Regions from separate parts of the Mus musculus genome. Here all the other regions are linked to region 4. The links are chromatin contacts, called in public promoter capture Hi-C maps. All regions are on one chromosome and are shown on one strand. The core of a region is the stretch at or near the end of the contact, and the rest is flanking DNA. Distances in the headings are between cores, read along the strand shown.

Region 1 (3,139 bases), core at 573-3,072, 1.1 Mb after region 4:
AATTATTAATGTCAAAATGCTCCCTAAAGATTAAGTCATTGTCGGGGAGGCGGGGAGGGTATGGGGGACTTTTGGGATAGCATATGAAATGTAAATGAAGAAACTGCCTAATTAAAAAAAATAAAAATAAAAGTTCAATGATTTAAAAAAAAGATTAAATCATTGTCTACACGCTGTCTTGCAATTTGATTTTATTACTGAGCATCATAAGAGGGGTACACAGATTCTCAAGGAAGCTCATGTCTCTAGCTTGATTATTTTAATTTTTTGAGATTATAATATAGCATTTCTTCCTTCCCTTTCCTCTCTTCAAACCTTCCCATGTACCTCCTTCTGCCTGGTCTCTTTCAAAACTGTGACCTCTGTTTATTGTTATACACACACACACACACACACACACACACACACTCATACTCACACAAATATTATAAGTATACACAGTTATGTAGCCAAATTGTTAGGTGTGTGTGTGTCCTTCCGTAGGGAAGACCTTCTCGACTCTCCTCAGTTGCCTGTAGTTTTAGAGTGGAGGCCCCCAGAGCTTCCCATGTTCAACATTAGCATGTCTATCCACAGCATCTTTGTTCAGATCATGCTTAGCCAGTCATGTTGTCTACCTGGTTTTTAAGAGCCGTGCCTGAGTACTGCATTGTGAGAGAGTGCCTAGTTTGTGGACAGCTCTTCCGTGGACAGGTCTGTGGGCCACACAGGTGTTCCTTGCTCGGCAGTCTGTCACTGAGGGCTTGTGTGCACAGCTTTTTTCATAGCTTTGTGTGCCTCTGAGGAGACATTTTCAAGGATAAATTCTAGATTTGAATTGTTAGGTCCTTATAGCCCTCTTTCCTTCCTCTGCTGAACCGTGGCAGTTTCTACACCCAAGAGTCTCCCAGAAATAACTGCTGATTGCCCAAACAGGATTCTGTAAAGAGAAATGGCCCTGACAAGCCTATTCCTGGTTCCTGGTAAGGGAGCTTTTGAGGATGGGTCTCGCTGTTGAACTCAGTCCCTTTTGTAAAAACACAATACAGCAATACTTTCTTCCCACTGGGCTCAGAGGAAGGGTTACATCACATCGGTGTTTGTTCAATTTGCCAAATATTTCCTAAGCATATCCAGAATTAGAAACAATATCAGCAGTAATTTATGAGTTTTTTTATTTTTTTTAAAGTTGATAGTTCCAATGAAATAGCAGAGTCTTTTCTTAGTTTCACCTCACACTGTCTGCTGGGAAGTGCAGCTCTTTTTGGCCTGGGATTGTTGCTCTGTGCAGGTGTCCTGCTGAATACCCTGCAGCAGGGTACAGTCCAGTGCTTGGCACTGCCTGGCAGGCATGATCCCCAGGGTCCGGGGTGCATGCACACACCTCATTGCAAACCAGCATGAATTTGCGTCAAGGGTAATAGCCGTGGCTAGTGTCTTTATGAAGAGTTTGTGTGTATTGCTTTACTTCGTTCTTTTTTAAAGTCACAAACCATAGTAAAGGGAGACAAGAATCATCACTGACTGAAGATCAGAAGAAGGGCGATCCACCCAACAGCTCAGCAGATCCGCAAAAGGCAGATCTGCAACTCTCACTAGGACTGGTGAGTTGATGGCTTAAGACATTCAGACTAAAAGGCACGGCTGTGCTGAGTCACGTGAGCATCGTCCTCTTCCCTTTACCGCTGTGTAGACTCTCCTCTCCCCGGGGTCTATGTCCTCTCATTCTCCAAGTAAACAAAGAAGTTGCTGAAGAAATGAGAGGTGGCTGAGCCTGGTTCAGTGTCAGCCAGGGAGCGAAATGAAAGCTGCCGCTGACACCAGGACACGCCCATCCCAGCAGGACACGCCCATCCCAGCAGGACACACTTATCCACCAGTACGATCCTATCCCGCTAGCACATCTACTATGCACTAGGACACAGTTAATTCTCAGTTTATCTATTGCTGGCCTAATTCAGGGGTGTCAAATTATGAGACAAAGGAGAAGAGAGACTGCGAGCTGAGGCTGGACAAGAGGGAGAGAACAGTAAAGCCTAGACTTGGACGGGAAGCCGGCCCCGTCTCTCCCGCAGGCAAACAGATTTTCTCCCTAGCTTTGTATAAGGAGGGAGAATCAAGCTTCTTATACCGTCCTAAGCAAACAGGTCGGCTATAGTTGACAATTTCTGCCATGGTGTCTTGTCATTTTCCTCTATTAGAGTCACGAAGTTAGGGGTTTGTCCTCTCCGGGGAGCCCACAATGCCCTGCCCTGCCCCTCTTCCCTAAACCTATGTGTTTATGGCCCAGCCTCAACACCTCCCTGGCTAGCTCCTATTGATTTTCTTAGCAGTCTCTCTTAATATTCAATTCCATTTTTCACTGATCTTTGACATCTTTGATCTCCTTCCTCGGGGCTGGCTTCCCTGGTCTCCCGGGACTTCTGAAGCTGTAGACCATTCTCCTGCATTGGCCTTCAAGTGTACCATCCCTTCCACTCCCCAGCTTGCGATGAGCCTAGTTCCACGGCACCTGCGATGACTACCTATGGTCCGGGATTCCTGGACACTAACATCACAAGTAAACAACAGAAGGCATGAGAACAGAATTCAACACCTCGGTGGGCCTGGCACTCCCAGGAGACCTGCAAAGGAGCTGAGGTGGTAATGTTAGTTCTACCATGGATGCTTAGGGGTGGCAAAATTTTAAAACTATCTCTCATGGGGCACTCCTATGTTCTAAGGACTAGTCCCACCTGCAGCCTGTTGTTTAAAAAAAAAAAAAAAAAAAAAAACCCAAGCATTCAATTTTACCAATGAAGACTCAGAAGCTAGATGCTGGGGTGAAAGCCTGCTACCTCCGACAGGAAGAGGAAGCACCCAGCTGACCTTCCTACTCCACCGAGGGTCCCAGAAGGAAAAGGCTCCTCCTGCTTCTTAAATCCCCTTCAACTCAAAGCCCGGCCTTTCCATTTACCTATGTTCACTTCCTGTCAGCTGCTTGCTTGCCCCACCTCTTCACTTAGCGTTGAATTTATTAAGCTCTTGTATTGAAGGTGTATTCTAGGGCTGAACCACACCACTGCAAATTTTTTCCAGTGCAGATCAAATATCCTGCAACAGCAGCCTTCCTTCTTGAGGCCTCTGCTTGAATGACAATGGGGCATCTTCAACTTAGCAA
Region 2 (3,192 bases), core at 537-3,036, 1.1 Mb before region 4:
CTGGCTTTGAAGGGGAAGGGCATCCCCATCACCTCTCTTTGCTTCTCTGATTCGCAGTTCCGGTACAAAGAGGCATTTCTGAGGGACCGGGGCCTACAGATTGGGTACCGTAGCATCAGTGACGACCCGAGGACGACGCACTTCCTCCGAGTCGGCAGGCTCCAGAGTGACAACGAGTACAGGAAGGCCTTTGCCAAAGGTCGCTCCCAGTTCCACAGTCGCGCTGACCAACCAGGCTTCCTCCAGGCCAAGAGGAGCCAGCAGCTGGCCAGCGATGTCCTCTATAGGCAGCCACTGCCTCAGCACACCAGCGACCCAGAACAGCTGGGCCTGAAGCATGCCCGGAAAGCCCATCAGCTGCAGAGTGATGTGAGCTGCCTCCACTTATGCCCTGTTACCTCCTGGGGAAGCAGGCTGAGAAGGCGTAATTACAGACATTCCCAAGTCTGCCACAAATGTACCAAATGCTTTCTCAGGATTGGGTGGTGTGGCCTTTTTAACAGACAAGGAACCCAAGCCAGGTGAAATTAAGCAACCTAAGATCACACAGGAAATAAGCGGCAGCCCCAGGGTATTTGATGACATAGCCCAACTTCTTATTTTTCTTAATTAATTAACTTGTACTGGGGATTGAGCCAAGGGCCTTATGCATGTTGGTCATGTGCTCTGCCACCTCAGCAGCTGTCCGGTCTGAAAGCTCGGGCCCATGGTGGTTCCGTTCTGCTATTTCCATGGGGTCTTGATAATTACAGAAGCCAGTTTTATGCTTTCCCTGATTTGCAACTGAAGCTCAGAGAGGGGAGGTGAGTTTTACAAGGACACAGAGATAGGAGCTCAGACTTGAACCAGGTATCTCCAGGGTATTTTATTACCCAACTGGAATTTTGGGAGCAAATGCATAGTGGCTGGCCAGGCTTATTGTTCAGGTCCTCTGCATCACATGACCGCTCTTTGTTCTGACTTTAATGATGTCAGTGTGGTCCAGCATCTCCGGGCTGCCTTTTAAATCTCCCTCACTCCACTGTCAAAGCACCCAATCTTGCTGACTTTCCTCTTGCTCCTTCCTTCCCTCAAGGTCAAGTACAAATCTGACTTGAACCTGACTCGAGGTGTTGGCTGGACCCCTCCTGGCTCCTACAAAGTGGAAATGGCTCGACGGGCTGCAGAACTGGCCAACAGGAGGGGCCCGGGGATCCGGGGGGCTTCTGTGAGTAACAGGCCGCAAGCTGCACCCTGCCTTGCGAGACCACGGGAAATACAAACCCGTTGTTGCTTTTCAAAGTTTATTTTTGGCCAAAGGTCAGCTAGTTCTAAAGAAGCGTGAAAGGCAGCCGAACAAGGCGCCTAATTTCATGGGTCTGAGATGACCGGGCGGATGACACCTGGGTTAAACTTCCCGCGGGCTTCCTCTGAAGTCACAGCCATTAGTTCTGCAGAGGCAAACCTACCAGGGCGACATCAATCCCGGGCCAGGGCAGCCCAGGCTGTGCTGACTGCTTGCTCGTTACATTCGCGGAAAGGGTCAGGGACTTGCTGGCTCCAGCAGTCTGCATTTTGAACCCTACTTTGTTCAGGAGAGAGACAGCACATCTAAATGAGAAGCAGGTTTTGCTTCCTTCTCATCTCTGCCTTGAGGATCCTTTTTCTTGGACCGGGGTGGAAGAGAGGACAAAGGAGGGGTGGGGAGCTCGTTAGATGTTTGCCGGGCATCTTAGCACGGCTTGTGGGAGCAGCAACGGGGTTTCCTGTGAACTCAGTGGAGGTGGGGCGCTATGTGTGGCTTCCGCAGGTGGAGCCAGAGGCAGCAGCGGCGCTAGGAGATCATCAGAGCAGGGGGGTGAACCCGGATGCCTCGGAGATCCTGCATATCCACAAGAAGAAGACTCTGCTGATGTGAGCCTCCTTAAGAAGCCCCCTTGAGGGCTGCTTGCCAAAGGCATGCCTCTGTGGCTTTGGTCTGGATGAGCGAGTGTTTTAAAAAAAAAAAAAAACTGGCACACCCTCCCCGTGCCCACATCTGCCTTTATTAAAATAACAACTCTGAAAGCAAACAAAGAGCTTGTGGTTTTGGGGGCTTCTCTCTGATGGCTGCATGAGAATGGCTGGTTCTGTGGAGGACCCTGATGGTATGGACAAAAGATAAAGAGTCAAGGAAACATCTCCTGGTGCGGGGCAAGCAGGGATCTCAGATTCGCAGTCTCCATGGTGGAGAACGTCTCTGAATTCTGGTTATCTAGAAGGTACACTTGTCAGAACGGGGGCAAAGATAATGTATTTCTTGTTGGTTCCCAGAGAGAAAAGGCCTCATGAAATGATATAGTGCCAGTCTGGAAAGGCCCAGGCTGGGCAACAATGCCTCTGTCTAGAGCATGGACCCAGGACATCCCTGGCTACGCAGGAAGCCCCTCTTGTTTGGTGCTAAAGACGAGGGGCTTCAAGGCTCTGCAGACAGCACCTCAGAGGCCAGCCTCCCTGTGCATGGTGGTCTTTATCCAATTCAGGAACTTGGTGACTTGAGTGTAGACTCCTGGCTTCTTCCCACATTCCTGGCCCCAGCTTACAATCCCGTAGACGTAGTAAGTTCCATCCTTCTCACAGGTTAGAGGGCCCCCCGAGTCACCCTAAAGGGAGAGCAGAAGGGGTTCAGCCTTGTGAACTTGATTCAGACACGCCTACAAGGGGAGGGTGGAGCCAAGTCACCTGCTAGCTACCCTGGGCTTCTCGGAGGAACCAGTGCTCAAGCTTCCCATGATGCACAGCTCCAAAGGGAGAGAAGCTAATCCCAGCTCCAGTTCCTGAGTTTGGAAAAAGTTTGAAGCCCAGGACTGCAGCCGCAGTGCTGCGGGCAAGTAATGGTTCCTGACTCTCAATTCTAGAATTTTCCATTCCCAGGGTTCCTCAACTTCTTTTAGTAGCTGACCAAGGTGGGTGATGGCTTGTTTGGACGGGCCCAGATAAGGAGTACGGCAGAGACCCAGAGGTAGTCTATATCTTTAACCTACTGCCTGCTGAGCAGTGTGGCCTGAGGCCTTGCCTTTTCAGTGGAGTGCTGTGGAGAACCATAGAGGAACTGTGCTCCTGAGAAGGACTGTAGTGATTCTTTCTGAAGTGTGTAGGCCAGGGCAGAGAGATGGGCAGGAGGGAAGCAGAGAAGGAAACAACTTGCTTAGTCGCCGCAACTAATAGCTTTTG
Region 3 (3,319 bases), core at 589-3,088, 1.1 Mb before region 4:
AATGATGTAAGATGTGTGATGCCTGCTGTTATGGTTTGGCTGTAATTGGTCCCCCCCCCAGGCTTCTTGTGTTGGAAGGCTAGCCCCCTACACGAGGGGATGGGAATCCAGTAGGAAGCTGCTGGGGCTCTGCGTGTGTTAGTTCCCAAGAGGTTGCTTAGAAAATAATACGTCCAGCCACTCCCTGGCTACCCCAAATTCCTGTCTTACAATGTGGCTGCTCCTACTTGCAATCACTTTGGCCACTGGGATGCCACCTGCCCTGAGAGCTTCCCCAGACCCATGCTATGGGGTGTGGTGCCTAGTTTTGTTTTGTTGTTGTTTTTGTTTTTTGGGTTTTTTTTTTTTTTTTTTTTTTTTTTTTTTGGTCAAGTTGACACAGCCTAATATCACCAGGGAACAGGAAATCTCACTTGAGGAATTGCCCAGATCACAATGGCCTGTGGCTATGTCTATAGGGAAGTGCCTTGACCAATGGCTGGTGTGGGAGGGGAGGGCCCAGCCCACTGTAGTGGTACCATCCACAGGCTGTGTACTAATGGTAGCTGAGTGAGTAATCAGATTTCCTGCCTCCAGGCTCCTGCCTCGACTTCCCTCAATGACAGACTGTGACCTGAAGTCGTCAAATGAAATAAAGCCTTTCCTCTCTATGGTCATGGTGTTTATCCCAGCAAGAGAAAGCAGGCTAAGCAAGTTGATTGAGGTGGGTCTTCCTGAGGAAACAGGCTGCCTGCTTCCCAAACACAGCAACATTGAACAGGCTCACCTCCTGCCCAAATGCATACTTCCTTAAGTGAAAAAGTCCCGAGGCTGCCACCCAACCCATCAGTGTCACCTGAGGTTCACACCATGAGGGAACTAGAGACTTTGCCCATGTCCTATAGGAGGTTGCAGAGTGGCAGATTGTAATGCTAGGCTTTAACAATATGGACAGGGGTGTAAGGTTACGCTGGCCAAAATCTGAAGGAAGAAACAGCTTGTCAACAGAAAACCAGGGCCTTATCAGTTATCTCAGCTCAAGAGAAAGGCCTGTGAACTGCTTACAAACACCGCCTGTGCCTACTAATAAACTTACTTCCCCATAAACCCGAAAGGCCAAGGAGTAAAGGTGAGGTGTCGCCTGGAGCTCATACTGACAAGTGTCGCTTGCCAGTTTTTCACCAGTCTTAAGTCACTGTAAGAGTCTAAGAGTCCCGATGCAAGGGTCCCCAGACAAGAAAGAGTGTTTCAAGCACACTTCGCCTAGGTTAAAGACCTATGCACCTAACTCCCTCTTTCCCTGAGCACAAGCCACCAGAACCGCCCAAGATTCCCATTAAATGGACCCGGCAGCGCCTAAGTTCCCGGTCTGACAAGGTAGTCCTTGCGGGTTCAAACAACCACATCTACTGCCCTACACCCGCTCTTTCTTCCCTGTTACATCCGGAATGGCACCGGATGTCGTGAGACCCTGGTCCAGAAGACCAAGGGACCGCCGTGCCGAGCAAAGCGGGCGATGGCCAGGCATGTTGGAGAGCCTTCCGCGCCACAGCGCCCTGCAAGCAAGTTCTGCGAGCCTGCGGGAGGGAGGGGGACTCTGGGCGGGGACGCGCGGGAGGAAGGAGCTCGCGGAAGAGGGGAGGGAAAGCCGCGATGGCGGCCCAAGTTACCGTTCCCACGGCGGCGGCCAGGAGCCCACGGCAGCGTCCGTCCTCCGCAAGGGTCGAGGGCAGCTTTGGGAAAACTGAAAGCAAAAGTCCCAGAGGCGGAGGGGGAGGAGCGGGCGGGCCGGACGGGGCTGTGCCTGCAGCCCGGGAAAGCTGGGGGCGAGCGGGAACGCGCGCTACGGAGCCCGCCGCGGGAGAAGCTCGCGCGGGAAGCTCGCGCGGGAAGCCCTCGCCGCCCACGTGCTGCGTCCCCCCCTCTGCGACGTTTGGGCGACCCCTGCGGCTGCAGGAACTGGGCAGATAGAGCGCTCCCTACAGAACTGGCGGGCTCTGCAAAACTGCCAGCCAGAAAAGTGACCGTGACCCCGGGCTACCTGCTGCAAATCTGTTAAGTTCTCTGAAAATATGACTGCGCGCTTGGTCCAGACCTCTGCGAAGTTGGCAAGCGTCACCGGCACGGGAGGAGAGCGGCCCTGCAAATTGGGGCTATCCCTGTCCCCTCCTCTATGCCACATATGCAAATTTCCCCGCGCTCACCAGAGAGGAGTACTAAGAGACTCTAAAACTGTAAACGTCAAAAGTTCCACTGAGAACGCATTCTACAAAACTGTCTACCCAGCAGATGGACCCAAAATTCTGACTTGCTCTCCGCGATGGGGCACCTGTCTCGTTCTGTTTTTGTTTTTTACCTTTTTCCTAACACAAGCTGCTTCTCGACCAGATACTGTGCACCACCAGTCGCTTTAGTCTGATGTCTTCCCAGACGTTGTTGGGGAGGGGGGCGAACTTTGTCTTAAACACGTTTATACCTCCCAAACCCAGCTTGCACGGATATTGCGCCAAAATCATCATCCATGTGTGCTACCTCCCGTGTCAGGCACTAGGTTTGAGGAAGCAGACAGTGAGCTAACATGGGTTCCTGTTCATGTCATCTTCGACACAGACAGACAGACAGACAGATCTGGGCTTCCATCTGTAGACGCTTCCAATTCCTCCCCTCCACCTAGAGTTCTCAGAACAGCTCATTCACTCACACTGAAGCAAGCTATGTGAGAGAACTTTGTGAAAACGCCAGAGATACTCGATTCTCAGACCTACAGGTCTCCGGAGCCATCAAGGCTATTTTATTTGCTAGCATGGTTTTTCTTGAACCCCAGAGTTTTAGCACTAACTCTAGAATCTCAGCCAGTATGGGCACTTTCAATTCTTAATATGCCTGCCCTCCTTCTTATTTAATAATGCTAGTGTCCCTGAACTGTGGAGGCAAATGTTGGGGTAAGCCATGGCTCACGCTATGGTGATTTGCTTTTTAAAACTGACAGTCCTTTGAAAAATGAAGAAATCCTATCTCCACTATAATTTATCTTTGTGTAAACCATGACTTTTTCCAGGGTAGTCCTAAAACGTGGAACATTTAACAACCAATCTCTACTTATTTGGTGGTGAGGAATGTGAGAAGCTGCCCACCTGACAGCACCAGGGTCCTGTTGCCTGGACAGTGATGTTCTATCCACAAGAAGGTTTGCCTGTGCTGTGGCATGCGTGGCGCATCCGCACACAGGAATCCATCCCTCACGCAGATGGAGAGGCAGGGCGGCACCACAGGAAACCTCTTGTCTGTTCTTGCTTGTGGGTCGGCGTGAGAACATCCACTTACTTGCTCCCAGCCTGGA
Region 4 (2,898 bases), core at 215-2,714:
TCTATCTCCAGTTTTTAAACCTGACCAATGCTTTATTTTATTTTAGACCCTGCCTCTTACAAGGCACCAATCAACTGTAAGTAGGAAGTTTAGATTCAACCCTGCCATTCAGACTAGACTGTCAAAGGGGAGGGGGAGGGGCGATACCACTAGGAGGTATCAAAGCCCAGCTCCTGCAGCCCCTTTTCAAGGCTCCCAAAACCCTTTAAGAGCATCTTAGGTCTAACCAGTGTTTATAGCTCTGAAAAGAGACCCAGCTTCATTCGGCCTGTATCTCCATCTCTTTGGACTGATTCCTTAGCTCTTACCATCAGAGGGAGTCAAAACTCAGTGAAAATCAGGGTTAACCCCCCACCCCCACCCCCCAGCCCACCCCAGGGAGCTATGCCGCCACGTGCTCGGGTCTGCCAAAAGGTCTCTGCTTGTATTCCACCCCTTAAGAGAAAGTCCCTCCCTGTGTCCTCTTCCTCCTTCCCCTCATCCCTCCTGATGCAGAGGAGCCCTCCACTCCCAGGCAGAGAGAGCATGGCGCGCACACGTGGAGGCACAGCAAGCTTTGAATTCCAAGCAGCTTCCTGAAGTGGGCAGGGAGGAGGGATTTGGGATGCCTCTGTCACGCGTGCAGGAGCCCCGTCCTAGGATCACACCCGGCTCCAGATCCCTTACCCTGGGAAGGGCCGCACGCACGCCTTGGAGCTTCCGAGTGAGGCTTTCTGGCTCCGGCTTCTTGCTGGCAGGAGAGCCTCGGTCCTCCCTTCCTCACCCCGGGCTTCTCCGCGGGCAGGGTGACTTCAGAGCGTCCATGCAGGCAGGCAGGCAGGCAGCCTGGCTAGTGGCCCCACTTCTGCCCTGCCCTGATCTGTCCCAGCCAGGCCATAGCCGGGCTTTCTGACATGCTGGTGCTGGGGACTTCACTTCCTGGTTTGGCTTTTTTTTCCCTCCTCCTTCACAACTGAAAGTGGAACCGCTTTTGACTAGGAGGAGACAGATATCCAAAGCTACCCTAGCCGGTTTTCAAAGCCTTTAACCTCAATCCCCAGGGGCTGAAACACGAGCCACCTTTGCATCAACACAGTCCACCTGCTCCCGCTGGTCCCACTAGCTCTTCTCCAAGATGAAAATCCAAATGAAAACGAGTTGAGGTGGCCCTGGGTTCATTGCCAGAGAAACGGAGGTGACGTTGTTCCCCGCTGCGTTCGCAGGACAGGAAAGTCCAGCTAGAGGGACCTCCGCCCTTAGGTTAGATGCAGCACGACTGTCTCTTTCTCTGTGTAGCTCCTTTCGCCAGTCCCCAGACCTCCCTGATTCAAAAAGCCAGGCACCTCTGCACCTCGCAGAGACAACAGAATAGATAAATAAGCCAGGAACCACGGGGGCAGAGAGCCATTCAGTTGAAGTGGCTCCCTTTCCGCAGACACACCAGCTCAGCTCCGGCTCTCACCCCGCCAAGTTTAAGGATGAAATGTGTTCTGTGACCCCTCTTACACCTCAGCATTATCCGGGTTCACAGTTGTCTTAATCGATCACCCTTTGAGGTTCTGGTCTCCCAGGGACACAAGGAGACCTCGGTCTCAGAATTGGAAGAGAGATGACAGGTTCTGCCCCCTCCCTCTCCCCCACTCCCGCTGCAACCTCACGACACGCAGAATCAAGTAGCATTTTCCCGGCCTTGATCCCTCCAAGGATTGACAGGAAGTTCAAGGTGAAGACTTCACTAGAGTGCTAGCCTACCTTAGGATTCCTTCTTTGTGCAGAGAGCACCCCATACCCACCCACCCCTGCTATAAAGACCAGGAAAAACAAACCGGTGCCACACCTCAGAGACCTGCAGGTCTGACCCCTTGGGAAGGACGGATAGAGGTGCCTCTAGCTTTTGTTTAATTTTGGAGCTCAGCTTCCCAGGAGACTTTTCTCCCCCCCCCCCCCGGCGTCCCCCCCCCCCCCAGGAAAACCTCAGGTGGGAAAGTGCATGCCAAGCCTCAGATGTCTATCTAGGATATCTATCTCTGGTTTCTAAGTCCTGTTTTATCCCATCTCCCATAGCAGGAGCACACCAACTAGTCTAATTGTTGTTTTTGACGTCATGGATCTCTAGAATTAAGTGTCCGTTTCAGCAAGGGCTGGGTCATTCTAAGATCTTGTTGTCTTGTCTTTCCATCCAGTTCCACCGCATGGTAATGACACTCTAAATGTTTCCCACATGGGGAGGATTCTGACATCGCCCAAGATTTCTATACGATGGAGCAGACCGTAGAGACAGACTAGGTCAACTATAGCTCTACCACTAGCTATACTAGTGGGTTAGGCATACTACTCCCCTTATAGGAGATGCTCCTAATGTCACCACATACCCTGCCTTTAGGATGCTTTCCAGACCCTAAGAGTGTCACAACCCGGAAGTCCTTCCTCCCTCCGGAGACATCAACAATTGTTAAGTGGCTCCTCTTAAGAATTTCTGAATGGAAGATGAAAGAAACCTGCATCCTTGCTCCAACTTTACCCTTTACAAAAGGCTTTATACCCTCACATTCTCTTCCAATTCTTTTGATTTTTTTTTCCTCTTCTAAGAGTCAAGTGGCTCAAATGTTTTCCTTTCAAATTGACATCTTTCTTTGCCTCCCACACAAGTGAGCTGAGAGATTATCACCCCTGTTATGAAAGAGCTTTAGTCAGGTTACAGATGAATACACACTCACTTTCTCCCCCGCCATATCTATCTACTCCCTCTAGCCCATAGGCCAGAGAAGGCAGCTTACCTCTTGAGAATGGTCACAGCAGCTAGGTTGAGGAATGGCTTCTCTTGCAGCTAGCTCTCTCTGTTCAGCACCACATGAAGCTGCCTCTGCCTTTCCACGCTCCAGGACGAGGCGCACCTGAAGCCACCGGATCTTGCTCTGA

Evidence for each region. Promoter capture Hi-C pulls out the DNA fragments that hold promoters and counts their contacts.
Region 1: a contact with region 4 is called in a promoter capture Hi-C map of pre-B cells, with 4 times the contacts expected there. The contact joins the enhancer-like site here to the promoter of Acsl5 in region 4. A contact is called at or near these places in 4 of 39 promoter capture datasets (the 3T3-L1 cell line, liver, pre-B cells and 1 more) and 4 of 115 datasets of contacts at active chromatin or transcription factors (embryonic stem cells and large pre-B cells).
Region 2: a contact with region 4 is called in a promoter capture Hi-C map of the 3T3-L1 cell line, with 6 times the contacts expected there. The contact joins the enhancer-like site here to the promoter of Acsl5 in region 4. A contact is called at or near these places in 12 of 39 promoter capture datasets (the 3T3-L1 cell line, 3T3-L1-derived adipocytes, the C10 cell line and 8 more), 1 of 115 datasets of contacts at active chromatin or transcription factors (large pre-B cells) and 1 of 9 other capture datasets (macrophages).
Region 3: a contact with region 4 is called in a promoter capture Hi-C map of the HPC-7 cell line. The contact joins the promoter of Casp7 here to the promoter of Acsl5 in region 4. A contact is called at or near these places in 2 of 39 promoter capture datasets (the HPC-7 cell line and neutrophils), 1 of 115 datasets of contacts at active chromatin or transcription factors (pancreatic cancer cells) and 2 of 9 other capture datasets (adipose tissue and liver).

Annotation. Positions count from the first base shown.
Region 1 is chr19:54,113,699-54,116,837 of GRCm38.p6, reverse strand. No RefSeq gene overlaps it. Among named protein-coding and RNA genes, the nearest start is that of Gm41865, 40 kb to the left of the region's middle. Within about 2 kb of position 1,822, at least 116 of the 459 cell types and tissues checked have an H3K27ac peak or open chromatin away from gene starts, as enhancers often do.
Region 2 is chr19:56,318,900-56,322,091 of GRCm38.p6, reverse strand. It overlaps Habp2 (hyaluronic acid binding protein 2), which reads right to left. Exons shown (of 13, transcript NM_001329935.1): 13 at 1,272-2,621. The coding sequence ends at 2,457. Nrap (nebulin-related anchoring protein) reads left to right here. Exons shown (of 42, transcript NM_008733.4): 40 at 58-369; 41 at 1,076-1,207; 42 at 1,790-2,051. The coding sequence ends at 1,897. Among named protein-coding and RNA genes, the nearest start is that of Gm32257, 32 kb to the right of the region's middle. Within about 2 kb of position 1,786, at least 44 of the 459 cell types and tissues checked have an H3K27ac peak or open chromatin away from gene starts, as enhancers often do. A contact at or near this core is called in the HPC-7 cell line, where this site is marked.
Region 3 is chr19:56,395,648-56,398,966 of GRCm38.p6, reverse strand. It overlaps Casp7 (caspase 7), which reads right to left and starts at 1,838. Exons shown (of 7, transcript NM_007611.2): 1 at 1,650-1,838.
Region 4 is chr19:55,251,935-55,254,832 of GRCm38.p6, reverse strand. It overlaps Acsl5 (acyl-CoA synthetase long-chain family member 5), which reads right to left and starts at 1,464. Exons shown (of 22, transcript NM_027976.2): 1 at 667-1,464.